3 separate regions of the Mus musculus genome follow, and regions 1 and 3 are each linked to region 2. Evidence: chromatin contacts called from public Hi-C data. All regions are on one chromosome and are shown on one strand. The core of a region is the stretch at or near the end of the contact, and the rest is flanking DNA. Distances in the headings are between cores, read along the strand shown.

Region 1 (2,921 bases), core at 242-2,741, 240 kb before region 2:
TTTTCATGGTGTGGTGGCAAGATCAGAGTTCAATGTCTTTATTGCTCCTTCCTCAAAATTCCTCCTGGCTGGCTTCCTTTTAGTGAGAAATCTAAATGTAAATTGTCTTGGCAAAAGGTACTCGTCGAGAACTCTCTGGTGTGCTCCTGTTGACCTTTGGTCTATTTATTTTTATTAGGATGTGTTTCAATTTTGGAAATGGTTTGAACAGTTTCTGTAGATCTTACTCTATTTGCCTAACTTTACTTTTTAAATATTTATCTGTCTTATGTGCATAGATGTTTTGCCCGTATGTTTATATGTATATAGATCATGTGTGTCCTCGCAGAGGTCAGAAGAGGTCCTCAGATCCCTTGGTTAGGGATGGCTGTGAGCTACCATGTGGGTGCTGAGAACTAAACTCTAGTGCGCTTAGTCCCTTCAGCCCCCTAGTGGTCTACCTTTAAACTACACCCTCTACGGGAAAGTAAAACGCTGGGGTTCAATCCACTTCTGTTTTCTAATACTCCGAGGAGATGCACATTTATTAAGTGATTTTCTCATACACTGACGGAGCATTTACAATAATACTGATTAAGAAGACACACACTCAGTAGATCTTGCTTATTAACTGTTAGTTCAGATAATTCAAACAGTTAAAAACATTAACCAAATGACCAACTCTGGGAGTAGTTCACAATCACTATGAAGCATCATTAATGAAACTTATCCTGAGCTGTCCAGTGTGTCCTCCCTAATAGCCTTTCCCAGTATAGAGTTGTAAACATACTAGATGTTCTCTCTTGGTTAGATGTTAGTGAACTCAAAGTAGTTAGTGCTTATGACAGTTTGCATTTGTAGGCTGCTTTGAAGAGCCACTGTTTTGCCGTTATCTGCTTTTAGCTTTGGCTCAGGTTTCATTTTCTTGGATACTCAACTTTTCATCCAATTCATCCTTGTGATTCTCTCCGCTCAGCGGCAAGCATGTCTTGAGTGCCTGCAAGTGTGCATGCACCAAAGTGCATCCCTGGGTGTTGTTCCTCAGCCACTGCTCTCTCTCTCTTCTCTCTCTCTTCTCTCTCTCTCTCTCTCTCTCTCTCTCTCTCTCTCTCTCTCCCCCCCCCCCCAGACAAGCATCGCACTGGCCTTGAATTTGTCAGGTAGGCTAGCTGGGCTGGCCAACAAGTCCTAGGGGCCTACTTCTCTAGCAGCAAGCACATAGCACCATGCTGGCTTTTTAACGTGAGTGTTGGGAATCTAACGCTGGTCTTTTTGCTTGCAAGGCGATGCTTTATTGCTTCGGTTTTCGGTGTCTTCTCCTTCTAGGGACTTCCAGTAGCAGAATTCCACAGCTGTAGTAGAATTCCTACAATGGGTATGTGCTGGGGGCAGGGGAGGTAGTAATGAAACTTCTTTTGAAAGAGGATTTTAAATGTGCTTGAGGAAGGCAAGGAAGGGTCAGTGTGGTTTCCTCTCATCTTGCTGTCTACTTTCTCTCTGACCAGACACTGGTTCTTTTGTTAACACAGACTGCTCTGTGACTCAGCCCTTGCTCTAGCTCTGATTGCTCCTACTGAGCACGTTTTCCTGTTGAAATGCTCTCAACTTCTCTCCTTTTGACCTGGATATGGCCTCTTGCAGCTGATTCGGCTTAGCTATCCTGAAGCATACATGTCCATCTGTAAAGCCCTTTTCCCATCCTCATTATACTCTCCTCCAGAAAAGCCAGAGTCATATTGTTACAGTGCTTATGGTTTCTTCCACTACCAGGCTCTATGAATGCATTTTCAATAAAATAGTTTAAGCAAAGCCTTTTAGAGGTATTAACCACAATAAAATATATTTCAATCATCTTTAAACTGTCCGTTAAACAAAATTAATTCACAAAATGAGATAGTGTTTTGGAACAGGAAGCAATGTTTTCTTATTTTATTTTGCATAACCTGTAATTAATTGATACAAGCAGATATTTGTCTGTTGTTCTGTTTTAAAGTTTACATATTCTACTTGGTCCCAAACCTTTGGATACTTCTCACTGTGAAAAATGGAAGATCTTATTCTAATCAGGAAGTTGTCTGGCTCTCTTTGGAATGTGGGATTCAGGGTGTCATTATAAAATCATGAAAAGCTATGTATCTTTAAGCGGTATTATTACTTTAAACATTACTCAGATAAAGCTCTGTTCATGGGTATTCTTCCTTATCGTTGAATAACAAAGATTATATCTTCCTTAAATGTCTGAAGTGTTTTGACTAAACTGACATTCTTTGTAAATTAGTTTGCTAGGAGGCTATTTACTTTCCCTTGAATGGCTTCTGCAGAGAACCATCCTCTATACTTACTATAACAAATAGTCTTTAGTCTACACTGTGGTTTTAATCTTCAAATTCATCTGTACCTACTTTCTGTGTTTTTCCCCTTAAAACGAATTTTTTTTCTGGTCAACTTGCTCTTATCCAGTTTATCTAATGCATCTTCGAGAAGAGCAGCGTGCTCGGCTTACAAGAGTTAGTTTCAGCCCTGAAGTGTTTACTAATGCAGTGTTCCTATGCACCTGGGTGTGTGTGTGTTCTAGGGCCAGGCCCTGGGGAGCCTGTGGCTTTAGAATACAGGCTGTGAGTTACCAGAGGTCCAAGGCTTTATGAGTTCTTTCCTGTCTACACCCTGCCTTGAGTGATCTGAATTTTGATTGGATACTCCTCTGCTGTTGGGAACAATAGTCAAGGCAGAGGAGGGACTGATCACTGTAGCTCTTGACACTTCCAGACTGGTCAATCATACTTTGTAGATAACCTGGTTGTGTTAATTGTGGGCTCTTTTAGCCTTCCAGTCAAATAAAAGCTCACATTTGGGACTGTGTCTTTTTGTGCTGAATGAGAAGATAGAGTTTGAAATAAATGCCTTCTTGGGGCATTCCTGGAGTTGAGCTGATATACTTGATC
Region 2 (2,754 bases), core at 117-2,616:
CACAGTTGAACATTTTGAAGAAAAGCAACTCTGGGGTCTGTTCATCTCTGTTTCTTCGAGAATCAGCAACTGCTGTGTTTCTTTATTATTGCCACATTTTTGCTGGTGATTTGCTGCTCTGCTTTTTCTGTCCTCGTCACCCAGTTTGGCATATTAAAATACAAAAGTAGGCCCATGTGCAGTACTTCCAAGTTTTGAGGAGTTAGTCTAGAGCCATATGGGTCTTGAAAGTGCAAGGAGGGGGATGTGGGAGGGTTTGGAGGGGGAAAGGGAAGAGTGAAATGATGTAATTATAATCAGTTGAACTTACTGAAACCAGAGAAAGTGGACTCAGTCCAAAAGCAGGATGGGGTGGGGGTGGGGAGAATAAACTCCCTCTGCTAGCTGGTACCTATCCAGTACTGACAGCTCATGGCTTGCAAACTAGCCCTTTCTTTTCAATCCTATCCGCCTCTGCAGTGGTCATGACACTCCTCATAAATGCAGACCCCGCCCCCTCCTGTTGCCACGCTCACAGGCATACTTTTTGGGACCACTTTTCACACTGTCTGTTATTACAAAATTTTCCATCCTCTCTCTCACCCTCCTTTGTCGTCTCTTCTTTTTCTTCCACCCAATTCCTTCCATGACACATTTCATGTATCGGCTGCAGTCCAAACCTTACACATCAAGAGGTTTTGGTTTTGGCTTGGTTTTGTTTTTACATGGCCCAGTAATCACAGAAAGTGTGATAGTTTGAAATTGTCATTACCTTTTTTATTTTTTCTTTCCCCACGTATTTTGAGGCAAGGTCTCTGGGGTAACAGCTTCTACTACAGAGGCTTCTGTGAGATTGTTTATAGATTATTTTAAACTAGGGCCAGAGAGATAGCTCAGCCAGGAAAAGTGCTTGAGTTTGATCCCTAGGATCCACAGAGTGGAAGGAGAGAGAGAGAGAGAGAGAGAGAGAGAGAGAGAGAGAGAGAGAGAGACAGACTACTCTCCAGAAGCTGTCCTCTGATCTCTGCACACGTTGTGGCATACGTGTGCAAGCTCACACACGTTACCATGTGCACAAAAATAAGGAAAAGAACTTTTTTTTTAAAAAAATGAAGAGTATTTCAAACCAGCAAGGATGGAGAAAGACATCCAGAAATAGGCATTGTTGGGACTTGGCAAGGAAGAATTAGGCCATAGGGTGTTGTCAGTTTCATGACTAAGCAGTACCTCTGATCCTGGGGTCAAGGAAGATTAAATGGCAAGGTCTCAGCAATAACTTCATTAGGTAAAACATATATCCATTCCCAAACTAGTTTATACCAAGACAGAGGAGGACGCAGGACAGCGTTAATAGGGAACTGGAAAAAGCTGACAAAGGGAATAGAGTACTGAGAGAGCCTGAGTCACAAACACACCCACTCAGTACAGGGCCTGTATTCAAGGGCAAGAGGCCCCGAGAGCAGCTTGCTTTTTCCTAATAAAGATCATTGTCTGCTTATGCATACAGCACAGGGAAATATCAAGGAGGAAACATACCCAAGTGCTAGTCAGAAACCACCACTTTAAAGAGACTTCTTTTCCACTCGTTCTACCTTTTTTTTGCATGTTAGAGCATAGGTGAGCTCATCCTGTAGCTGCCATTTGATAACTATTTCCTCCTTGCAATCTGACCATCGTACTGTTGCCTGTGCTTTGATGAATTCCGTGTGTATGCTATTATGCCTGCCTCATGGCTGTTCTCCAGCACTGGGCCTTCATAGTGGTTAGCAGTGTGCTATGGGTCAAACAGCCCTGGGCTTTACTTCCAGTTCCCTCTACCCTATTTAATAGGTTGCTTCATTTAATAGATTGGTGACCTTGGGAAATGACTTTCTCTCAATTATTTCAACAGCAACATGGGCATATTAATACCAGTTCCTCATAGAGTTGCTACATGAGTTACCCAAGTCAGAGATTACTAACTCTTCTTGCAAAACTATCGTCTCTCAAGTTGAAAGATAATATTAATGGCCATTTATTGGTGAGAAAGGAGTGCTAGGTGAGATTGCTTGTCATCATCTAATAACAGAGATTTGTACTGATCTTCAGCTGTCAGAACCCTTTGTCTTTCTTACCATGCTATAGTCTTTACTCAGAGTAATTTGCTGGAGTCAGTAACTAATGAAGAATCAGGCTGAAAATGTATTGAATCCAGAGCGTGAATGCTATGATGGCCCCTCCTCAGATAAAAACACATAAACAGATAAAGACAAGAACACATGTTCTTGTGGGTCTTGTATACTCTGGATTTTATTGGAAACATGTTCTTTCTGCAATCTAGTACTGTGTCAGAGAAAGGTGAGCCAGAGTAGGGGCTAGGTGTCTGCCTTTTGTGGTCCCTGTGGTAATGTCACACTACAACGTTTTTCAAAACCAGAAGATACTCTTTGTAGGTTTCTTAGAACCACAAATATATGGTGCCTGAGAGAGTAAGGAGTGTCAATGGTGATGTGAAGCATCCTCCCTCATCCTCTTAGTTCCCCGAATCCTTCCTTAGTGGTATCACACTGGATGGCTCTCCCCCTTGCCCTTATAGCATCACAGTACAAGATGGTACCTGGCTATGATTTCTGATCACTGAAATGTTTAGCCAGTTCATTTTTGTCCATCTCCCTCCTATAGTCAATCTTGGATGACAAAGAAAAGCCCACAAACTCTGAAACCAGTTCAGGGATGAATACTATTGATTGCATTGCTACTTCCATCACCTATGGAGGAGCAATGTGTGATAAAAAA
Region 3 (2,969 bases), core at 62-2,561, 210 kb before region 2:
CAACCCCCCCATAATATTCTAAAGCCAGATGAGGGTATAACCTAACTTGCCCAACCTCTAAATGTGCCTTCCTGGGATCCTGTGAAATGCAGATTTTGATGGGGGCCTGGACTTGGAAAAGAATTACTGACCTAACCCTGTCTCAGGGCTCTTAGGGATCACCTGGGGGAGTTTAAAAAGTGGTTTTCCAGGGCTATTGAATTAGAGACTCTGGGCATGGAGCCTTCAGATACTTGGGTTTGGGGGAAGGGTGGGGAGGAGAGGAAGCAACTAAGCAATTTGGCAATAAAGCTGTCAACTTTGTTTATTGGGGGTGGTGTCGAGGAGGAGCGGAATGACAGCTTGGAAAACTTCACTGTAGGAATCAGATAGAAACGTTTAATGATGCAGTTTCTGGCATCTTAAGAGTTTCCTCTCTGACCAGAAGAACATGTGAAATCTTACGAGCCACCCCCTCAGAAAGGAGTTGAGCAGTTCCTTATGATTGTCCAGACAGACTTAAAGCAGAAAGCATGGAAGAACAAAAAGCACTTACTAGTTAGTTTGCTGACCTGCCTAGTATTAGCTAATGTCTGTGAAGCCCTGCAGGACTCATCCAGGGTAGCCAAGGCCCAAATATGGAAAGGAGAAGTCATGCTTATGAGGGAGGAGCTAAAATTATCACTACAAATGTTGAACACATCATTTCAGCTTCTGCTCTGGGGCTGGGGGTTTCATTGTAATGATGTGTGGGGGAGCCAGGGGCAGCTGCAAAGAAAGCCTTGGGGCTGTCTTAGTTCTAATGAGCCCTGGATATTACAGTGGGGGTTTTGTGGGCTATTCCTTTCATAGTCTGACGGTCCACATTTTTGCTAACAGAGGCTTTGTAATGAGTGGCTCTTCATCATTCCCCAAACTTCCCTGTGACTCTTTTCTTGAGGTCAAGCAGGAATGACTTAGGGACTCATTTCTCTACTTTTTGTGCCTTCTATGAATTATCATGAATTATTGTTTCTATTTGCTGTCTATCTTTAAAGCCAAGCGTTAGCCATTGTTGGACACAATGTCATTAATCTTTGTGGGTTGTTATTTAGAACAAGTGGTTTTGTGTGTGTGTGTGTGTGTGTGTGTGTGTGTGTGTTGTCCCTGGGGATGTCTGCCCTAGGGAGACTCTGAGCACCGAAGGAGCTCTAAATAAGAGGATTTTCTGCTTAGGCTCCAACTTTGACATTCTGGGCTCCATATAATCAAGCTGTGTCTATGCTGAGCTTCTGGTCATCATAGGTTAGTCAGTCAGCAACGATGTCTAAAACTTGACTCTGGCTCTTTCTCCTCTGACTCCTCTGACTTCAATGACCCAAGTGACTCATGAGACAAACAGTAGTCCTTCTGTAGAGATAAAGATCACAGCAGTGTAGGACAGGTGTCTCTATTGCCTGTTGTTATGCCGTTATAGTTTTGCCTGAAGGAGGGACAGCTGGAATCCTGTTTTTCCCACCCATTGGAGCCTAGTATGCTAAGGGAGCCCCTAAGAGTCTGGAGCAGGCCTGAAGGAATGCCACCACATGATCCCCTAAGGAGGAGGACTTGTTTAAGCAGAGGACTGGAGGAAGAAGACCACAATTTCATGAGGGTTTGGAATTTGGCCATGTCAGTAAGATGCTGTTTTTTGTCACAAGTTAGGGTTATCTGGGATGATTAAAAAAAAAAAAGAAAAGGGTGTTGGATCCCCTGGAACTGAAGTTACAGTGGTTGCTGGGAATCAAACTCTGAGTCTCTAGAAAAGCATCCAGTGCCCTTAACCACTGAACCTTTTCCCCAGCCTAATGTTTTCTTGATTAATGATTGATGTGGGATGGCCCAGCCCACTGTGGGTGGTGGCGTCCCTGGCTGTATATAAAACAAGCTGGACAAACCATGGAAAGGAAGCCAGTAATAACATTTCTTCGTGGGGTCTGCTTCAGTTCCTGCGTTGAGTTCCTGTCCTGCCTTTCCTTCATGATGGAAGAGAAGCTGTAAGATGAAATGAACTCTTTCCTACCTTTCTTTTGCTCATAGCATTTATCTCAGCACTAGAAAGCCAGCAGCAGTAGATAGGAAGTAGGAAAAGTGGGGGCAGGAGATGAGAGGAAGTGTTCATGCCCTTGTAAGGGATTTAGAGGAATCGGGGAAGGACTGGAGAAAGGGTTTCTCATAAGGGCCTGGAGAAAATGTTCTGGCAACATATGTCCTCTACTGCTTGAATATCTGCATCCCCAATAGCTTTCCAAACAGCTTTGTGGGATCTAACTTACACTAATTTACACACCGTAAAGTGAACTCATTTGAAGTGCCTCATTCAATGGATTTTAGTGTATTTGGAGTTGTCTAATGATCATCACAATCTAATTCTCAAACATTTCCAGCCCCCCTACCAAAGGATTACTTGTGCCCACTTATGGTCCCTCCCCATTTCCCATGCCCAACTCTAGGCAATCTTTGTAATTCCTCTTTGTAAAACATTAAGGGGGATGTTTTCAGTGACTGTTATATTTACTTTAAGGAATCTCTTGGACAAATTGTAAACTTTTATTTTTCGTTTCTCCATTACTTCTCAGTCCATCCCTGTTAGCATGCTACAGATTTCACACAACAGAAACCTGTCCCGGACTGTCTTAAACATAAATCACTTCTCTTACATAATTGAGATGCTAGAGGAGGGTGGAGCCCTGGGGCAGTGTGATCTACAGTTTGATGGGGCATCAGAAACCCCTGTTTGGGGTCCAAGGAGATAGCTCAACAGGAAAAGTGCTTGCCATCCCAGCTTGATCACTTGAGTTTGAACCTTGGAACCCATATAAAGGTGGAAGGAGTTAGCTGCTTCCATAAAGCTGCTCTCTGACATCCACACGTGTGTGATGGTACATGCCCCCCCAGTCTCTTTTAATAATAATACAAAGGAGAGACCCTTCTTCTTGCCATCACTCTTCTATGACATTGTTTTGGAAGTA

The links. Hi-C and Micro-C count contacts between places; a contact is called where the count stands out from the background.
Region 1: a Hi-C map of the MNK3 cell line shows a contact between it and region 2, with 3 times the contacts expected there. The contact joins two enhancer-like sites. A contact is called at or near these places in 1 of 15 datasets of contacts at CTCF or cohesin (large pre-B cells), 7 of 484 Hi-C or Micro-C datasets (the Ba/F3 cell line, the G1E-ER4 cell line, the HL-1 cell line and 4 more), 8 of 115 datasets of contacts at active chromatin or transcription factors (the 230-238 cell line, CD8 T cells, the SCID.adh cell line and 5 more) and 1 of 9 other capture datasets (adipose tissue).
Region 3: a Hi-C map of the N1E-115 cell line shows a contact between it and region 2, with 4 times the contacts expected there. The contact joins two enhancer-like sites. A contact is called at or near these places in 4 of 484 Hi-C or Micro-C datasets (the N1E-115 cell line, bone marrow-derived macrophages and uterus), 1 of 115 datasets of contacts at active chromatin or transcription factors (the SCID.adh cell line) and 3 of 9 other capture datasets (adipose tissue, liver and macrophages).

The regions. Positions count from the first base shown.
Region 1 is chrX:159,671,165-159,674,085 of GRCm38.p6, forward strand. The region is part of intron 1 of Sh3kbp1 (SH3-domain kinase binding protein 1); the gene reads left to right. Among named protein-coding and RNA genes, the nearest start is that of Sh3kbp1, 45 kb to the left of the region's middle. Within about 2 kb of position 1,492, at least 39 of the 459 cell types and tissues checked have an H3K27ac peak or open chromatin away from gene starts, as enhancers often do. A contact at or near this core is called in the G1E-ER4 cell line, the MNK3 cell line, the N1E-115 cell line and 2 more, where this site is marked.
Region 2 is chrX:159,910,440-159,913,193 of GRCm38.p6, forward strand. The region is part of intron 9 of Sh3kbp1 (SH3-domain kinase binding protein 1); the gene reads left to right. Among named protein-coding and RNA genes, the nearest start is that of Map3k15, 76 kb to the right of the region's middle. Within about 2 kb of position 1,367, at least 49 of the 459 cell types and tissues checked have an H3K27ac peak or open chromatin away from gene starts, as enhancers often do. A contact at or near this core is called in the G1E-ER4 cell line, the MNK3 cell line, the N1E-115 cell line and 3 more, where this site is marked.
Region 3 is chrX:159,704,195-159,707,163 of GRCm38.p6, forward strand. All of the region lies in intron 2 of Sh3kbp1 (SH3-domain kinase binding protein 1), which reads left to right. Among named protein-coding and RNA genes, the nearest start is that of Sh3kbp1, 78 kb to the left of the region's middle. Within about 2 kb of position 1,312, at least 13 of the 459 cell types and tissues checked have an H3K27ac peak or open chromatin away from gene starts, as enhancers often do. A contact at or near this core is called in the N1E-115 cell line, the SCID.adh cell line and bone marrow-derived macrophages, where this site is marked.